Linked DNA regions of Mus musculus: region 1 is linked to region 2. The links are chromatin contacts, called in public HiChIP or PLAC-seq maps. All regions are on one chromosome and are shown on one strand. The core of a region is the stretch at or near the end of the contact, and the rest is flanking DNA. Distances in the headings are between cores, read along the strand shown. Region 1 overlaps Rad51b (RAD51 paralog B). Region 2 overlaps Rad51b (RAD51 paralog B).

Region 1 (7,150 bases), core at 3,574-6,073, 140 kb after region 2:
TGCTGGGATTAAAGGTGTGCGCCACCATTGCCAGGCCATTTTTGATTTTTAACCTAGCCCTTACAAGACTGTACATTTTTAGCCTTACAAGACTGTACATTTTTTCTAAGTACCATTGTAGCTATACTGCCCAAATAAGAATATATAGCAGTGTCACTAACTTTTGATTCAATGCATTTTCTTTATTCAGAAAGAGAAATGGTGTAGAAATAGTGTGCATCCCTTATATAAAAGAGGTGACTCTGAGTCTTCGACCTGAGCACTTTACCCACAGAAATCAGAGGGCATGTTCCCATTCATGTATTCTAAGTTAAACACTCCTCATAAACTGATAAAACTAGCTGAGACTTACTCTCAAACTTCTCATATTATATTCTCTCTCTCTTTTTTTTTTTTTTTTTTGGTTTTTCGAGACAGGGTTTCTCTGTGTAGCCCTGGCTGTCCTGGAACTCACTCTGTAGACCAGGCTGGCCTCGAACTCAGAAATCGCCTGCCTCTGCCTCCCGAGTACTGGGATCAAAGGCGTGCACCACCACGCCCAGCTCAAATTATATTCTTTCTCTTCTGGTCATTTAAAAAGCAAGTGTTAGGGTTGGGGGAAGGATATATAAATAGTCTTTGAGGGTCTAGAAAGATGGCTCAGTGGTTTAGAGTATGGTCTGTTCTTCCTGGGTTCAATTCCTAGCACCTACACAGCAACTCGCAACTGAAGTTTAACTTTAAGATCTGACATCTTCACACAGACATACATGCAGGCAAAACACCAATGCACATAAAATAAAAAAAAAATCTAATTATTTAAAAGAGTAGTCCTTAGACACAGGAGATAACTCTGTATTTTTTCGTTGTCCCCTTTATAAGAATCATAGCTTAAGGGGAAGCTCAATAATGACAGCTGAGTTGCTCTACTACTTGCTAAATCTTCAAGTATTTATTTTTTATTTTTTAAAGGTTTATTTATTTATTTTATGTATTTGAGTACACTGTAACTGTTCAGATAGTTGTCAGCCTTCATGTGGTTGTTGGGAATTGAATTTAGGACCTCTGCTCACTCCAGTCAACCCCGCTCCAGTCCAAAGATTATTTATTGTAAGTACAGTGTCACTGTCTTCAGAAGCATCAGAAGAGGGCGTCAGATATCATTACAGATGGTTGTGAGTCACCATGTGGTTGCTAGGATTTGAACTCAAGACCTTCTGAAGAGCAGTCAGTGCTCTTACCCACAGAGCCATCTTGCCAGCCCCCTCCCCCCCATCAAATATTTATAAAACCAGAGGAAATGTGTTAACTCTTTTACATTTATTCATTTTAAAATATATGTAAAGAATACGTATACATTTTAATATACTCTAAAGAATTTATGTTATTCTTCTACATTTGTACTGAGGCCCTGTTCCTAATGTGAGAGTGAAGGTCAGAGGATAATCTGCGGTTTCCTTCTACCATGAGAGTTTCTTGGAATTCCATTTAGGTCGTCAAGCTTGGCTGCATGCCCCCTTCTCAGCGAGCCATCTGGAAAGTCCATTAAGAAGTAGTTTATGAACTCCTCCATCTAACTCATATATGTGTGATGTGCATGTATGTTGTAGGCACATATATGTGGAGGTCCAAAGTTGGCTTCAGGTTACTCCACTGTTTTGAGGCAGAGTCTCTGTGCTTATTAAGTCAAACTAGTGTAGCTACCTAGCTTGATCCAGGGATTCCCCCTCCTCAGGAATTCTGGGATTAAAAGCAGCCACCAACTTTCCTGGCTTAAGATTTATTTTAATTATGTATCTGTGTTTTGGAATGTGCACATGTGCAGGTCCCTTTGTATGTCTGAAGAAGACCTTGGAGACCTGGAGCTGGAGTTATAGGCAGTTGTGAACCTGCTGTGGGTGCTGGGAACTGAAGTTGGATCCTCTGGAAGAGCAGCAACAGCTCTTAACTGCTGAACCATCTCTCAGCCCCTGCCTAGCAGTTATGTAGGTTCTGGGGTTGAAACTCTCCTCCTCATGCTTGTTGGATGAGGGCTTTATTCTCAGAGCATCTTCCCCAGCCTTCCGTATAAGTCTTGATTACTATCCAGGCATCATAGCCCATGCCCTAATCTCAGCACCTAGATGACAGAGGAAGGAGACTCAGCAGTTCTAGGTCATCCTTACTACATAAGTTCAAGGCCAATAGTCAGCTACATGAGCTCTTTCTGACCTCTTCCCCCTAAATTCATGAATAATAGCATGGGTTTTACTGAGTGCTTGTTATATTTTCAGTACTTTTCTAAGTACTACATGGGCTCTAATTCCTCTGAACCTCCAGAAACTCAATGTTTCTGCTTCACTGCAGCAATATTACCTTCAGAAAGACCACACATTTTATGTGTAGAACACGTTCGTTCTGGAGCCTGCTGTTAATCACTATTGTGCTGTCTTTCACGTAGGATGCTGACAGAGAGCCTTATCCTCAAATAGCAAAGTGCAATAATTATTTAATTGTAGAAAATATAATCAGGTATTTTAGGGGGGGAGAGTCAGACCATTTAAAATAAATCTCTGTGTGAGAAAGGCTTTTCAACATATAAAACTTACACACCATAAAATGCAATATAATCAAATGCTTAAGGAGATTAATGTATAGCTAGAAAATCCATTATAAGCTGAGTCAAATGGCAAATGAAAATCTGGAAAAAATATCACAGACCATGGACTTCTTTTTCTAGTGCATAAAGAACATCTCCAAATAAGCAAAAAAATGATGACCAAACTTAGACCAAAACTTGGTTAAAAACTAGAGATAAATCACAGAAAAATAAAAACAAATGTATTTTAAACTTTTGAAAAACATGCTACCTTCTTTCATAGAGCTAAAAATTCAAATATCATTTGATAATAAATAAATATTCATTGATTACATTATTGAAGATCCTTAAATTTTGTTCAGGTCTGAGTTGGCTTAAGTTTAGTACCACACTATTGATAGAATGCTAAATTGTTTTATATTTTGTGGACATTTTATTAACTTTAAAAGTATGTATCCTTTCACTAAATAATCTACCTTAAGGAGTTTTTTTTTCCATTTTACTCTCATTTAAATAATATTCCTGGTATTAGTATAAGTATTATACCATTTCGTAGGATAGCAGAGGAACTGGGGGAGGGGCGGAGACCATCAACATGGGATTGACCAAATAAATTGGTCTGTATCATAGAATAGTGCAGAAAATTTTATTAAAAGAACATAGGCTTTTTACATTAGTAATGAAACAAAATCCAAGGTGCCTTGTAAATAAAGCACACCAAAAGCAAAACACCAACATGCCAGCCTAAGTTGCACTTTTTTTTTTTTAAATAGATCGCTTCTGTTTCTTAAAAGATTATTCCAGCATTGAGAAATGATATCTGGAAACACATGACAACAGAGGCTCCTCTGCACTGCCAGTCTCCTCATAGTTTATCGCATGTCCAGACACTGCCTGTTCCCCTAAAAGAAAATTAACCACATCCGTGTAAGCAATTTAACCTTTTGAAAAGTGGGATTATAATCAACTCCTGGTGGCATTTGAAAGGTTTTACTGAAAAGACCTTTACGCACATGAAACAGCGTGGGGTTTCATTTACACTTCTTGGACAGCCAGCTCTGCTGGCCCTGTTGTGATCTGACTCAGTGTTCCTGCAGGTTCTGAGTATCTCATAACAATGCATTAACTCCCTGGGTTCCATGATTAGTAGGCCGTGGGCTGGGGACCTGTACCATGATAGTTATATTATCTGGCACAAGTAGACGTTTGAAAGGTGGAAGTCCTTTTCTCAATTTAGAAGAAGTGTAATTTTTAGTGGAAGTGCATCTTATAATAAGTATACATGAAAAGTGGTGCCTTCATTTTGGAAATGTCTCAATGGAGCCAGAAATCCTGCCTGATGTAGGTTCAGCCTTGTTTTTCCCGTTCTTCCCGATGCTCCGTGAGGCAACTGAGGAAACAGGGTCATCACAGTAAGTCAAGCCTCTGCATTCCTGACGGCAGAGCACGAGTGTTAGGAACCCCCTTTTTTTCAACAGCAGATTGCTGCGATGCGGTACCTTCTGATTTCTAATGAGACACGAAGGCCTCTGTGTACAAGACAGTTTCGCACTTAGATGCTGACGGCTTTGTTCTCTGAGGCCATAGAGGTTATTTTTCCTAAGTTGGAAGAGTAGACTAGCTTCTTGGTGTACACTGAGTTTGCAAGTTTTTTTTTCTTTTTCTTTTCTCTTTTCTTTTTTGTTCTTGCTGATGTTCTTTTTTAATGATGAATAGCCCTTGAAATTCTGTAATACTAAAGGGGAAAGTCAGGTTGTCTTATTCTCATTTCAAAGATGAGATGGATGTACAGTTGAAAGAGATTATGCAACTTTCTCAAGCTCTCATGGAAAACAGGTGACAAAGCTAAATTTTCCCACACAATGTCATATTGGGATGAGAAATGCATCCTCCTTAGCGTATTACATCAATGAATCGTGTGCTTTGAGAAGCACTCGGGCCAGCGGGAACATCGCTGAACCTCATCCCAGGCACACGAGAAAAACGGTCTAAATCTAGGCCTGTGTTGTTCATTCATGTACATAGCATTCAGAACAAAGTCAGTTCTACATCAGGCCCTTGGAATCGCAGGCCGTCAGGGAGTGAGAAATTGATTGTCTTCTGTTACTTCTCCTTTTTAATCCCCTCATTTTCTCTGGTTGGTGTTCTTAGATGCCAGAGGCCAGTCGCTGCTGCCAGATGACTGGGCTCTGCTGGCTCATCAAGGGGCCGTGGCAGCACTTGTTTCCATGAGAGCTGGAAGACCAGATGCAATGGAAAAAGCACAGGCCGTTGTTTCTAAGTAGCTGGCAGTGTGATTCACAGTGGCCTGTATAATGTGAATGGAATCTGATAGCTCTTGGAACCGGGCTTCATGAGTAAAGTTACCGTGTTGGCAAGCTGAGCAGAGGCGGAGTGCTTGGTTAACATGTTCATATCCGGGCTTTTAGGAATAATCTGTGCAGTTTAACTTCAGCTCTTTCGGGTTTCCAAGTAGACTAGATATTCCTGAAAGGGGTATTGCCCAATTTCTAGGTGTATTTAAGGGATGTGATTTTTGAAGGCAAATTCCTTTTTGTGTGACAAGTAAATTAACATTAAACATCATGTATTCTGCCATGAAATTCAGTGGTAGGTTGTTCTTAGGACTCCATTTCTAGACATGCGTGGTGGCTTATGCCTTTGGTCCTAAGGCTGAGATGGCTGAGGCAGGAGGGCCTAGGAGTTCATGATAACATAACCAAGCCTTGTCTCAGCAAGGCAAAGCAAAAGGACAGTGAATCCTTCTACTTCTAAAGAAGCCCGTTCTCAGAGTCATTTAAAAGGTGTAAGAAATATAGTAGGCCCCAGGGGTCTCATGAGGGCAAATGAAAATAGAGTTTTCAAAGTAGTTGTAAACTAACAATGGAGTCACAGCAGCATAATAACTCATAATAATTCAGATGTTTTCCCAGGGATTTTCTGACTTTGACATAATAATTATGAATAAATGGTGGCTGCATTATATACACCTGTGTTTTGTAGTCATGTAGTTTCTTTATGCTAATGTTGTTGTTCCCTATAGTAACAACAAAAATATGTTCATTAGACTATAAATATTCATATTCATCCTTAGTCCTTTCCTTGTCTATCAAGCTCTATCCAGCCTTAATTCCTAATGCATTTACTGCCTTTTTTTGTTGTTGTTGTCATTTATTGTCTTTTTCTGGGTAATCACTTTGCTCTTTTGTGTGGCGGGGGGAGGGGAACTCTGGATAATTGCAAATGTCTTGCTATCCTTATGGACTAATCTGTGTTCTGTCCGCCTACATCATCACAGGCTTTATTGTGAGTCGCAGTCAGAAGAGTTCTAGGCAAATGAGAAGGGTTTTATGTTGCGACACCTCCATCAGTCTCGATTGCTGAGCTGAAGAAGAGGCTGTGCAGTGACTCTTGTGACAGCGGAGGTGCTCTGAACTCCCTGGATGGATGCCTCACCTCCAGCATCTGCTCCATCCCCAGAAGCGAGCAGCTTGTTTTCCAATCAAGGCGTACTCTGCAATTCGACCCTTTTTTTTGGAAATTAGGTATACTTTCCAGCATATATGCTTAGAGGCCCTTGGGTATTTGAACCATTTCCTAGTCTACTTTCCCAGACATAAGAGATACCATGTGTGAAGTATGTGGAATGAAAATGTCAAGGTGTTTGGGTGGGTTCTTTCTACAGAAAATATATTTGCTTATTGCAGTTTCTCTGCGAAGACTTTAAAGTGATTTAAGGACAGTTTAAAATCACCTCTTTAGAGCTGAAATAATTTATGTCTGCTGTGTAAATAGAACCTTCCAGAGTATGAACCGATGAGCCACCTCAACTCCCACCTCTTTTATGAAGCCTTCCTCAGTGCCCTTGTTAATAAGAAGAGTAGTCATCCTCTGCTTGCCTTTCCCAAAACACATTGACCTTTCCTGAGCGTGGTAATATCATAGCCCAGTCGACCTTGAACTCCAGTTCTTTCATCTCTTTCTCGTTCACTTTTGAAATTAGAGAAGGGCTTTTGTTAGGCTCATGCCCCCCCCTCCGCCCCAGCTATACATCCCAACTGTTGTACTACCCCATGCCCACCCTACCTGGGTTCCCCTCTGCCTATTGCCTCCTCAGTGCTGCGATTATATGATCTTAAAAGCAATTGCCATCCACATACTGTGGAATGATTCATTTATGTAGCTGTCTCTTCTATTACACTCTGAATTCCATGGGGACAGAGCCATGCTTCTCCACCTGTGTTTCCCAGGGCCAGGCGTGGTGCTGGCACACAGAATTACGTTTCTATTGGATGAATGCTGGACTTTATTCATCTTGCGTATATATGGATTTGGAAAGGCAAAAGCCCATTTTCCACAGTTAACTGTACTGCAAAACAGTTTGAGGAAACTATTGCATCTTATAGTAACATATCCATGTACATCTCTGGAGAGCTGTGAATGCCAGTGTATTCCACTTCATTACATTTATCTTTCATGGCAGGAAAGTTATGTTTGTTTCCTTTTACTTTAAAACCCAAATTTGGTAGTCTGTCATTTCTTGTAGAAGGTTAAAAGTTGATTCAATTAAACTTTTTTTTTGAATTCCCATTA
Region 2 (6,174 bases), core at 1,377-3,876:
CAAGCTTTTGCACACAGACATGCTTTTATTTCTCTTGATTATCTATCCAGGAGTAGAATTTCTGTATTCAACATTTGAGGATGTGTGAAGTCATCTTCCAAAGTGGCTTTAACCATTGCAATCCTGCCAATACTAAAGCAGTGTCTCATCTCTGCACATCTTCATTAGCACTTACTGTTGCCTAAAAGATTACCACCATAACTTATTAGTGGGTATGAGGTAGTCATCTCATTGTAGTTTTTATTTGCATTTCCTAGTGCCTGCTCTGTTTACATTGGCAGTCATTTTATGTGCTCACTGGCCATTTGTATATCTTTTATTTTTGAGAATATGTTTAAATTTTTGTTTATTTATAGTTGGTTGTCTACATTATTAAGAACACATTATAAATTAGATACAAGCCTCTTATGAAATAATCATCTTTCCCATCTTTCTGCTTTTGACAGAGTATTTTTACATTTATTCATTTTGAATGTGTGCATGCGTGTTTGTCTGTGTGTGAGCATGCACATGTGTGCATGTACCTACACATGACATTGTGCACAGTGGAGGTCAAAGGACCACTTTTTGTAGTGGATTGTCTCCCTCTAATATGGGTAGGTGGGACTGAACTCAGATCACCAATCTCAGTAGCAAGCCCCTTTACCTGTTGAGCCATCTCACTAGAACTACTTTGTTTTAAAAATTTTTTCTTTTGAGTATTTCATACATTTACAATGTAATTTGATTATAGGCCCCCCATTGCCCCCCTATCTCACACACCCTCACAGAACCTGTTTGCTGACACAAGGTGCATTAGAAATATAATGATTGACCTTGTATTAGTAGGTTGTTAGAGACAGGATAACAGTCGTCTCTACTGAGTTTGGGATGTAACACAATTATAAGGAGCCTACATGAACAGAAACTACTAAGTGAAACTTAGTAACCTCTAGCACATAGCACCATTATCCTGAATGCTAGGGATTGGGGCAGTTAGAAAAGAATGGCTGGCCGGGCGGTAATGGTGCACGCCTTTAATCCCAGCACTTGGGAGGCAGAGGCAGGTGGATTTCTGAGTTCGAGGCCAGCGTGGTCTACAGAGTGAGTTCCAGGACAGCCTGGGCTACACAGAGAAACCCTGTCTTGAAACAAGCAAGCAAGCAAGCAAGCAAACAAACAAACAAACAAACAAAAAGAATGGCTGTTTTCTCCTTTTGTGGCACAGGCAAGAGATACTGTTAGAAATGTTGCTAAGAAGTGAAACCATTCAGAAGGACAAAGTGGTTCTAGCAGGAACCACTGTTGCGTCAACCTCAGAGACTCCCTTACAGGAGTTGAGGATCATAGCTGCTGCTGCTGTTCCTTTCCTATAGGAGCAGATGAGTATCAGGACTGTCATTTAGGTTCATATTTTAACAGGCTGGGATAGGTGGGAAAAAGTGGAGTGTGTCTCTGGCGTGGTGTGAGCGGAGATGTTTCTTCATTGAGAGCTGGATTGCTGTGATGCGTGTGGAACTGCACACAGAGATGGTGGCGTGCCCACCCATTGGCTATTCTCTTGTAGTATGTCAGGCTGCTGTTCTTAGTCCCCTTGCCACACCTTTAGCCTGATGTTCAAACACTGGCAATCAGGATGTGTTTAATGTTGATCGAGGTAAATAAAGATTGAACATGGTGGGCTAGTTAGAGGCACAACGAGTGCGCTCTCTCTCTCTCTCTCTCTCTCTCTCTCTCTCTCTTTCTCCTTAGCAGTTGAATGTTAACAGACCGTTGAAGAAGTTGTTCTTTTTCCTCAAGAGCTTCCCGTCAGCTAGCCCAGCAGCATGGTCAGTGTGGACTTGTGACTCTGGCTTTTCAGTTGTGTTACAGGAAAAGGTACTAGCCATCTGTGTGCTGCAGTTCTTTAAAATACATATTTTCAATCCTTCAGCTGGTGGTGGAAAACATCTCAGCAGCTCCTGGGGCTGAGGCAGGAGGATTGTGGATATAAGACAGGCCCGGGGTATATAACAAGAGCCTGTCTCAAAATCAAATAAGATAAGAGAGGGATGGAGGAAGGGAGGGAAAAAGAGGAAGACAGACAGATATCCCTTTGATTGGAGTCTTGTGACCTGCTTAAACTCTTCTGGCACTTTCTCTTTGACGCCTGTCCACACCCAGGAAGATATCTTAGATTGCCCTCTAGTTATCTTAGTCATGTGCTTTGAGCAGTGAAGGCATGAGTCAGAGAAGGCTTATGCTAATGATTTTTTGGGAGGGGGTTCCTGCAATCTTATTTAGAGTTCGAAATGGCACTAACTGACATTTTTGCTCCTTTGAGAAATTTGTAACTGAGTGTTGCATAAGGCTGACATAATTGAGGGTGTAGGCTTCCTTTAGAACACAGCCCCCAGGAGACTGTTCAGTACAGAATGTAAAGATGCTAAGATGATAGTGGAACTCTTGGCTGCCAAGTCATAGGACTGTCTCTTCCAGTTTACCAGTTTATGTATAGTCTGCTGTGTAGATGATGCTGGTCTTCAGAACCCCTCCCCCCTCTGGTTTTTTTTTTTTTTTGGCTGTTATGTCCTGTTGGCACTTGTGGTTAAGAATAAATAGCTCAGACCCTGTTAAACTGCACTTGCTTGTCCAGACTAAAGGTCAGCTGTGTGTGACTAAGGAAATTGTCTGCATTTTATCTAGTGTTATGAGGTGGTGAGAAGGCTATTGTATTGATTGCAGGCTAGGGAGATAATTTGTAAACACGGCTTGGGGATAGGAAGAGGTGTCTTAGATAAGAAAAGCAGTGATCAAAGGATCTGTATTTGCTGTTGATCAGCTCTAACTGTGAAGCATCTGGGGCGTTGGGCTGTAAATTGAGAGATTAGCTGAGAATCATTGACTTAATACTCAGCCGGTTGCTGTGAGCTGAGAGCAAGTCAGCCATGTTCCTTGTCTTTAGGGACTTAGACTTGCTGAGACAACAGAGGCAATTACTTAAAACCCATGTTGAAGTGAAGGCTTTCTCTTTTAGAATCCTCTTTCCAGTGTGAAGCAGAGACAACAGGGAGCATGGGAGAAACGACAGCAAGCCTATTTTAGGTACATGTCTGTACCCTGCATGTGATACGGGTCACATTGCCCTGGGAAATAAGCTTTAGAAATGGTAAAATAGTTGTGTGTCTGTAGTACAGATGCCGTGTAAAATCCCTTATCAGACACAAGACTGACAATATAAGAGGAATACTAAATTCCTTAAAAGAAATCTCAGTAGCTGTGGATAAAACCAAAAAATTTTTTTAAATGGCAAAAGTGAAATTTTTTAATAAAAAGGCATAAATTCAGAATACTGATGACAACCGGGCAGCTGCCTGGTGGGAAGATGGCTTCTACTGCCCCCGTTGTGTCTCGTCTTCTGGGGCTACTGGAGTGCAGCAGCTGTGTAGAAAGCAGCAACATTCACGTCAGCATGTTCTAGTCACTGAATGTGTGAGACCAGCGTCTGACAGTGTTGTTTGCTTGGTGAAGGTCACTTCTTGGTGATTGTGCTTTGGTGTGTCTGTCTCCAGCATGGTTATTTACACCTTCAAGACCTAATCTAGCCAGGCACTGTCAAAGCTTCATAGACAGATACCATCACTCTGTAGATTAGGGTTTCAACAGAGAATTTTGGGAGAGATGTAAAATTTTAGTCCACAGCAAATTATCAGATTAGAGATATTCCACCCACCCCCCATCTTCCTTTCTTATTGCTGGGAATTATCTCTAGGGTCCTGGCATGCCACTGAGTTACATTAATAGCTTTCTAGACAGAAAAAGTGCTAATTAAAAGAGTAGTTGGCAGGTTCATAGGCACGCATTTCATAGCCATGCCTTGTAACCTACACAGTGTGTGTGTGTGTGTGTGTGTGTGTGTGTGTGTATTCTTTTGCATTTATCAAATGTTTTATTTTTATTTTTTAAAGTCATGGTGTTTTGCTGGTTAAATATATTCCAACTTGAATCGTTTTAGAACTTTTGCTTATGTTAAGTTGCAGGAGAAAGCACTGGAGATGCTGGCTTAGCCAAACTATCATCTCTTACATTCCCACTTTATTCAGCCATTCACTTTTTTACTGTAACTTTCTTGAAGCCAAGTTACAGTCAAATGAAGGAAACATGTTAATAAAACCGTAAGTGTGAGGAGTGGAAAGAGATAGATTAAGAAAGAGAGAGTTGTCATCTGGGAAACACAACACCAGTGAGGTAGAGACCTTTCCCACGGTCTGTGTCCCGTGTCTGCCCCAGGTTTCCATTACTCCACTCAGACCCATTGTCCAGGTCAAAAGCGTTCTAGCTGGTCTGGCCCCCGACATTTAAGTATTCATTACCTCAGTCAGTGCATGCATATCTGTATTTAATGATGTTTGTGCTTGCTTACTTAGGGCTTTTAAACTCTTTGCCGTTTTAGAATTCAGGGTCATCAGTGTGTGTATGTGGGATAAACCCCCAACCAAACAGAAAACTATGATTTCCCCTTTCATCTGTGTCCCATGTTATACCAATGTTCCCTGAAAATAGCAACAGTTTTCTGGGAAAGGTCCCGACTGAGGCTGTTCTCACCCTTTACCCCGGCTCTCCAATTCATGTTTCCATCTTCCAGTGTGGTCATGTGCTTGCCCAAGCCTGGCTTGTGAACCGTGGAGGATATTCGTGGGGTTTTGTTTTTTAAGCCATACACTGTGCACATGATGCAGTATTTAATTTGGAACGAGCTCCAAGTTGAGTCACACGTGCTTCTTGTGGTGTTTATCTTGGAGTCCACATGTAGGAGGAAAGTATTTTTGCATTTTATACATCTGGACACTGTTCATGGTCTTTCTGTGACTTGGGAATTGTGTGTGGGGCAAAATCCAAGGAATAGTATTAAAATAACACGGAGTTATAATGAGGTCCGAGTGCAGCCCCTCAGGAGTACCCTTCTGATCCCCGCAGAGTTTGACTTTGGACGTGGTGAACTTTTTCAGCTGTGTGGTTCACTGGTGGCCTGAGTAGATTGGTGGACTATAAATTACCCGACACCCTCCCATGCAGTCCGTGTGCTGCTAGACATGAAGTCTAAACGTCTTTGGCAAATTTGGTTCTTTAAGGGGAGTGTTTTGACTTGATTTTGTATGGGGCAAGATAGGCAAACTGAGTTCTGCTCACGGCTGCCCTGCCTGCTAATCCACTGCACCTTATGAGACTTTTTAGGGTCTCTCATTGATCTTCTGCTCCTCCCTCAGTTCATGCATCCAGAACTACAGTGACCCCGAGACCATCTCAGGCTGTGTGTGAGGGTTGAGGGCGATGGAGGTGATGGTGGTGTCCGTCGTGTCTGCTGACTTTATCCTTTTTATGATCTCACACAGGAGGTTGTCATTTAAAACAGGGTAAATGTGATGTGGTTGCTCCAGTGCCAGGTTTTGGGTAGGGGTCTGCTAGAATAGGGCAGGTGAGAAGAGCGTATAGAATGTTGCTGCTCTGAGTGAGATTGCATACGGACAGTGGATAGGGTTGCTTCTTTGTCCCTCAGCCTGGTTTCCTTTAGTATCTGCATGAATTCTGTAATGCAGATGCAAGCTGGGAAGGCAGAGTAAAGCTTCAAATGGACTGGCCCTTGAATGAAAGAGGGCAATGTGTTGTCCATCATTTGGGTGGAAAGCTGTTTGGATCTTTACTTTCTATATAAGGGCTGTTTGCTTTTCCCTTCTTTCAATGTATTAAAGAGAAGAAAAATCTAATAAAGTAATTGGACCTACTGGTTATAATTCATACAGAATTTTCAAGTGTGTTTAATAGTGGTCTCTCATACAACTTTAAAGAAATGAATAATTGGAGAGGAAGGGTCACAGTTGTGTTGTAGTTTGGGACCCAGCAGAGTCCGAGGAGGTTTGAGTGATTGGGTGAACTGCTCATCTGGGAGCTGTTTCTTTTGGCTGCCTTTTGTGCCTCTCCTTGGGGACAGCCCTCCTTTACTCTTATAATGTATTTTGCAACTTTCAGTGAGAAAATAGCCATCAAAAATGAACCGTTAGTAAATAAACACATTCTGGTTCTATGATGGGAATCACTAAGTAGTGGCTGGCTTAGTTTGAAGAGAAAAGTTCATGGTAGTAACTCCGAGAGGTGACACCAGGATCATGCTTGTTTGGCGTGTTAATGAGTCCAAGAGGAAATGGTGAAATCTGCTGA

Evidence for each region. HiChIP or PLAC-seq counts read pairs in DNA pulled down with a chosen protein or histone mark.
Region 1: a contact with region 2 is called in an H3K27ac HiChIP or PLAC-seq map of the NIH/3T3 cell line, with 4 times the contacts expected there. The contact joins two enhancer-like sites. A contact is called at or near these places in 2 of 15 datasets of contacts at CTCF or cohesin (the NIH/3T3 cell line and pro-B cells), 11 of 484 Hi-C or Micro-C datasets (the C2C12 cell line, the C3H10T1/2 cell line, the HL-1 cell line and 7 more) and 4 of 115 datasets of contacts at active chromatin or transcription factors (the NIH/3T3 cell line, astrocytes, fibro-adipogenic progenitors and 1 more).

The regions. Positions count from the first base shown.
Region 1 is chr12:79,484,223-79,491,372 of GRCm38.p6, forward strand. All of the region lies in intron 7 of Rad51b (RAD51 paralog B), which reads left to right. Among named protein-coding and RNA genes, the nearest start is that of Rad51b, 190 kb to the left of the region's middle. Within about 2 kb of position 4,824, at least 102 of the 459 cell types and tissues checked have an H3K27ac peak or open chromatin away from gene starts, as enhancers often do. A contact at or near this core is called in the C2C12 cell line, the HL-1 cell line, the NIH/3T3 cell line and 3 more, where this site is marked.
Region 2 is chr12:79,350,140-79,356,313 of GRCm38.p6, forward strand. All of the region lies in intron 7 of Rad51b (RAD51 paralog B), which reads left to right. Among named protein-coding and RNA genes, the nearest start is that of Rad51b, 56 kb to the left of the region's middle. Within about 2 kb of position 2,627, at least 100 of the 459 cell types and tissues checked have an H3K27ac peak or open chromatin away from gene starts, as enhancers often do. A contact at or near this core is called in the C2C12 cell line, the HL-1 cell line, the NIH/3T3 cell line and 3 more, where this site is marked.